Linked DNA regions of Mus musculus: region 2 is linked to region 1. Evidence: chromatin contacts called from public promoter capture Hi-C data. All regions are on one chromosome and are shown on one strand. The core of a region is the stretch at or near the end of the contact, and the rest is flanking DNA. Distances in the headings are between cores, read along the strand shown.

What was found. Capture Hi-C pulls out chosen DNA fragments and counts their contacts.
Region 2: a promoter capture Hi-C map of adipose tissue shows a contact between it and region 1. The contact joins the promoter of Fam220a here to the promoter of Ccz1 in region 1. A contact is called at or near these places in 2 of 39 promoter capture datasets (the 3T3-L1 cell line and hippocampal neurons), 3 of 115 datasets of contacts at active chromatin or transcription factors (embryonic stem cells, large pre-B cells and memory CD8 T cells) and 2 of 9 other capture datasets (adipose tissue and liver).

What each region holds. Positions count from the first base shown.
Region 1 is chr5:144,013,461-144,016,160 of GRCm38.p6, forward strand. Ccz1 (CCZ1 vacuolar protein trafficking and biogenesis associated) reads right to left here and starts at 1,393. Exons shown (of 15, transcript NM_177682.3): 1 at 1,239-1,393. The coding sequence starts at 1,352. It overlaps Gm24311 (a small nuclear RNA gene), which reads left to right and starts at 538; the gene lies at 538-641. Gm33427 (a long non-coding RNA gene) reads left to right here and starts at 1,699. Exons shown (of 2, transcript XR_377194.2): 1 at 1,699-2,516.
Region 2 is chr5:143,547,326-143,550,025 of GRCm38.p6, forward strand. Fam220a (family with sequence similarity 220, member A) reads left to right here and starts at 1,395. Exons shown (of 2, transcript NM_133703.5): 1 at 1,395-1,809.

The sequences.
Region 1 (2,700 bases), core at 143-2,642:
TGTGATATTCACCAAATCACATCTCATCAGTAGGACAAGATGAAAGTCTCAGATTTCTTCCCATGTGTCAGAAACCCTCACAAGGAAGATGCAGGTGTGCGCGTGTACAAGAATACAGGATCCACAATTGCACCAAGTTGGTTCGGGAGCACTTGGGCTGACAGCCTCTAAATAGGGCTTTTTTTTTTTAAGATTTATTTATTTATTTATTTATTTATTTATTATATGTAAGTACTTATTTATTTATTTATTTATTTATTTATTTATTATATGTAAGTACACTGTAGCTGTCTTCAGACACACCAGAAGAGGGCATCAGATCTCATTACGGGTGGTTGTGAGCCACCATGTGGTTGCTGGGATTTGAACTTCGGACCTTCAGAAGAGCAGTCGGGTGCTCTTACCCACTGAGCCATCTCACCAGCCCCTAAATAGGGCTTTGATCTGCTTGCAACAAAACACAGTTCTAGGCATGTTTTGAGGAAGTTGCCACTGTCAACTCGGAGTAAAAAAAAACGCTTATAACTTCGATTTTGGGTGCTCCCTTCGGCAGCACATATACTAAAATTGGAATGATACAGAGATTAGCATGGCCCCTGTGCAAGGATGACACTCAAATTCGTGAAGCGTTCCATTTTTTTCCAACGTTTATCCTAGACACAGTGAAAAACTATTTCATTCTAATGTTTACCCTAGATAGAATGATTCTACTAGAGTTCGACTATGATACCTGAATATACACCTAAAGCACTCTTAACTCCTACCATCACAGAAATGCTTGCACATAAATCTTTATTGCTACATTAATGACATTAGCCACAAGCTGGAACCAGCATAGATATCAACCAAACAGTTTAGTGGATAGAAATGTGTTAAAACACAATGAGATTTTAGTTAGCCGGAAGGAAAAATAAAGTAACAGTAACATTTCCAGAAAACAAAACATCAATTTTGGGGAAAACAAGAAAAAAGAAAAAATTAACTTTGTGAAGCGCCTCCAAGTTTTTAGTTTTGTTTCATTTTCCCTCTTTTGGGAGCTCTGTCCTACCAATCTGGCTCCACCTTTGCAATCGAAGATTCCAAGAGAGGAGTCAAGTTCGATCTTAATTGCCCAGACCTGACGCGATGGGAAAGACTTTCAAGCCGGGCGGAGGGATTAACCTGGGACCTCCGTTGCCAGGACGGGCTGCGGCATCAGGGGCCGGGCACGGAGCAGGCTCGCGGCCCCTTCGGCTTACCTCTCCCTCGCGCGGCCCGAAACGGGGGTTGTAGATGAAGAAGCTCAGCAGCGCTGGCGGGAACTGCTTCTCCTGGGCCGCCCAAGCACCCGGCCCGGCCGCGGCTGCCGCCATCCCGGCCCGGCCCCCGTTTCGGGAGGCTCCCCTCCGCCCGCTCCGAGGCAGCAGCCTTAGGGAACACCGCACTTCCGCCTCGCTAGCCGGCGGCCCGGAAGAGCTCGAAACTGACCCAGAAGAAAAACCTGCAGTGCCCAGTCCCTCTCTGATAGGTCCGTGTGGAACCAGTTCCCTCGTGTTTATTGGGCTGGAGTGTTTTCAATTATATCAGCTCTCAGCTGGCTGTCATGGCTAAAGGCGAAGACCACGAATTTCAAGAGAAATGTAACAATGGATTGGGGTGGGGGGGGTGTTGTTTCTTTTCTTTTGTTTGTTTGTTTGTTTGTTTGTTTGGATAGGGGTTCACTATGTACACCAGGTTGGCCTCTAACTCACAGAGATCCTCATGCCTCAGCCTCCTGGGTGCTGGCATTAAAGGCGTCATGGATACGGTATTTTTTAAGTGTGAAAAAACGTTTAGGGGAACACATTTTTCTTGAAGGTAGCCAGTTTACATCTGTTGTTGGTTGGTTTTTGGTTTTGTTGTTGTTGTTGTTGTTGTTGTTGTTGTTGTTGTTTTACATTTATTTATTTGTCCTCCAGGGAGGGGGATGTCCTGGCACGTGTATGAAGGTCAGAGGACAACTTGTTGAAATTGCTTCTCCCCTTCAGCACCACATAAACTGGGTGTGGCTGGCACGCCCTGGTGTGGTGGAGGCAGGAGGATCATAAGTCAAGGTCAACCTCGAATATATAGCACTTTTACTTACATCAATTATAAGCAATGGACTATAAGCAAAAGCAAAAATGTCCAAATTTACCTTGCCACAGAACTGGAGAGATGGTTCTACAATTAAGAGCACTGGCTGCTTTCACTAAGGACCTGGATTTAGTTCCAGCTCATAATGGCCAATAACTCCAGCTGCAGGGCATCTGATGCCTCTTTTGGCCTCTGTGGGCACTTGCTCAAATGTGGCACACATAAATTCATGCAAGCACACATATACGTATAAAATAAATCAATCCTTTTTTTTTTAATCTACCCTATCACCAACAAAGCTGATTTTCTTGGAACAAGTGAAAACCTGTAAATCTATAGTCTTCTCAGTGAATAAATCAACAGGCCTAGTGGAAAATATCCTGTCGATTCAGATTTCATCTGTCTTCTAAAGTGTTTGTGAGGTAATCCTATACCCTAGCCGTTACAGAAGAGATACGGGGTAGGTTTTTGCTTGAAATTGGATTCGTGAGCAGTCGTTTACGCAACACTAAACTGTAGTTGCTACACAGAACTATGTAAGCATGCAAATCGACAAGTGTTTCCCATACGTGCTTCATTTTCATTTTGATACAGAAAGAACTATTT
Region 2 (2,700 bases), core at 145-2,644, 470 kb before region 1:
CACTATTACCAAAAACAAGGTGGGGAGAAAAGAATTTATTTGCCTTTGCCTTATATTTCTTTTCTTTTCTTAACAGGGTTTCTCTGTGTAGCTTTGGCTGTTCTGGATCTCAGTCTAAAAACTGGACTGACCTCGAACTCACAGAGATCTGCCTGCCTCTGTCTACTGAGTACTGGGGTTAAAAGCATGCACCATCACCACCACGGACCACCAGGTTTACCTTGTTTTCTTACATGTGTGAGTCGTAGAGTGGGGTTGCTGCGTTGCGTCCTGGCGCCCTCTAATGGTGAAGCTGAGGATAACAGGGAACGTGGCGTGGCAGCGCTAACCTGTTGCTATTCCAGTTTCAGGAGGCTGCTGCTGAGTTGATATCACCCTTTATGGCCTGGACCCTCTCACACCCATCACCAAACAAGAAGATGCCGTACAGAATCGCTTACAGGTCAACCTGATGGAGGCAGTTTTTCAATTGAGGTTCCTTTTTCCAGCATAACTCTAGGAATTAGATAACTCTAGACGAGGTTCTCAGCCTTCCAATGCGCGACCCCCTTAATACAGTTCTTCGTGTGGTGACCACCAACCATAAAATTATTTCACAACGACTTTATAACTTTAGTTTTGCTAATTTTACGAATCGTAATGTAAATATCTGATATACAGGTGGTCTTAGGCTAACCACTGTGAAAGGATCGTTCGGTCTCCAGAGAGGTCGCGACCCACTGGTTGAGAACTGCTGGTCTATCTTGTGTCACGTTAACAAAAATAAATGAGCAGCATAGAAGGCAACACCCTAGAGTCACTTGTGTTCTTCCACCATGAGGGTCTCAGGAATTGAACTCAGATCCTCTGGAGCAATGGGAAGTGCATTTTACCTACTTCACCATTTTGCTGGTCTCACTGTAACCATTTTTAGGAATATGTGTGTTATAAAGTACCTGTGGCCATACCCAGGCATCATCTCTTTTCTGTTATATTTTAAAGATTGATTTTTATTTGGATGTGGTGTGTGTGCGAATGAGTGCAGATGCCCAGGAAGGTCAGATATTGGCTCTCCTGGAGCCAGCTACAGGTGGATTTTGAGCCACCTAGTGTGGGTACGGGAAACTGAACTGAGGGTCCTCTGGAGGAGCAGCCAGCCTTGAGTTCATGTTTTTCCTGCTTCAGTCTCTTGAGTGCTGGAATATTAACAGGCTAGCGCCACCACGCCACTTTCCCTGTGTCGTTATTCTCAACTCTTCACCATTAGAGGACGCCAGATGCAACGCAGCCAACCCTAGTCTCCAACTCATGCGCACTTCACTTGCAGGAAAGCCGCCCGAGGGGCGGGGCGGCCCGGGGCGGGGCGGGAGGCGGAGTCTGCTGCCTGCGCAGGCGCGGGCCGGCTTTGTGACGTCAGGCCGCGCGGCCCGGCCGGGAATCCAGGTGGTAGCTGGTGGAGTCGCCTCCGGAGAGTGACGCGCAGACTCGGCTCCCCCGCGGCCCGCCCTCCTGCCGGCCTCGCCGCGGTCTCCCTTGCTCCCTGAGATCGCTGAGCGCTGAGCAGCGGCCCGGGAGAGGAGGCCTTGGGCGACGGGGCGCGGAGAGGGAGGGCGGGCGGGCAGTGGGGGCGCCGCGGATCTCTATATGGCGACGGCTCTGTCGGGTCTGGCTGTCCGGCTGTCGCGCTCGGCCGCCGCCCGCTCCTATGGGGTCTTCTGCAAGGGGCTGACCCGCACGCTGCTCATCTTCTTTGACTTGGCTTGGCGGCTGCGCATCAACTTTCCTTACCTCTACATCGTGGCTTCCATGATGCTCAACGTGCGCCTGCAGGTAGGTGAGCCGCGCCCTCCGCATCCCTGCCCACCTGGCTCGGCGGGATGCAGGTGCTAAGGGGCTCATGCTATCAGCCTGAGGCTGAGTGTGAACCAAACACCGCGTCCCTCCCACCCCCGTTACCCTACTCTGCATAGAGGATGCTTCAGAAGGTAGGTTCCCACATCTGGGGGTGGGGTCCAAGGAAAGATGACAGGAAGGTCCCTTAGGACGCTTTGTCCTCAAAAATGACAAATTGTTGGCGATCCTGTAGCTGCGAGTTCCTTTGTGAATTCTGGTTCCCCAAACTTTGTGACGGTATATTATATTATCCTTGTACTGTAGGTTGAAAGTTAATGGTGTCTTGACCAATGTTTTCGGTATCTTCTGACCAGGGATTAGAAATGGCGATAGGGATGAAGATGAGAGAGAAAGAGGGAAAACAGATTTAGAGGCCTGCAACAGTTTAGACGTGGACTAACAGCATGCCTGCATCAGCATTCTGGAGGCCTCATTTGCTGAAAATGACTGACATTTCTCTATCTTGAATTTACAAAATGCTTTTTTTTCTAGCGGAGAGGTCTTACGGACCTGAGTGTTCTGTCTCAAAATGTAAGAAAGGCTGCATAGTGAACTTGGATTCTGTTTACACACCTTGGAGTGTCACAGGCTGTGTTGGAAGGAAGGACTTGGCTCCACCCCTGGGAAGCATGTAATCTGACAGAGGTTTTTTGTTGTTGTTTTTGTTTTGTTTTTGGTTTTTTGTGGTTCTGGAAATGAACCCGGTGGGTGCATTGGTTTGCCAGCCCTAACCCCAGCCTTACTGTGCTTATGTTGTTCCCTGGTGTGCAGAGGCGCCAGTTCAGTATAGTGCTACCTAGTTTTTCTGCAGTTGGGTCAAGTTGGAGT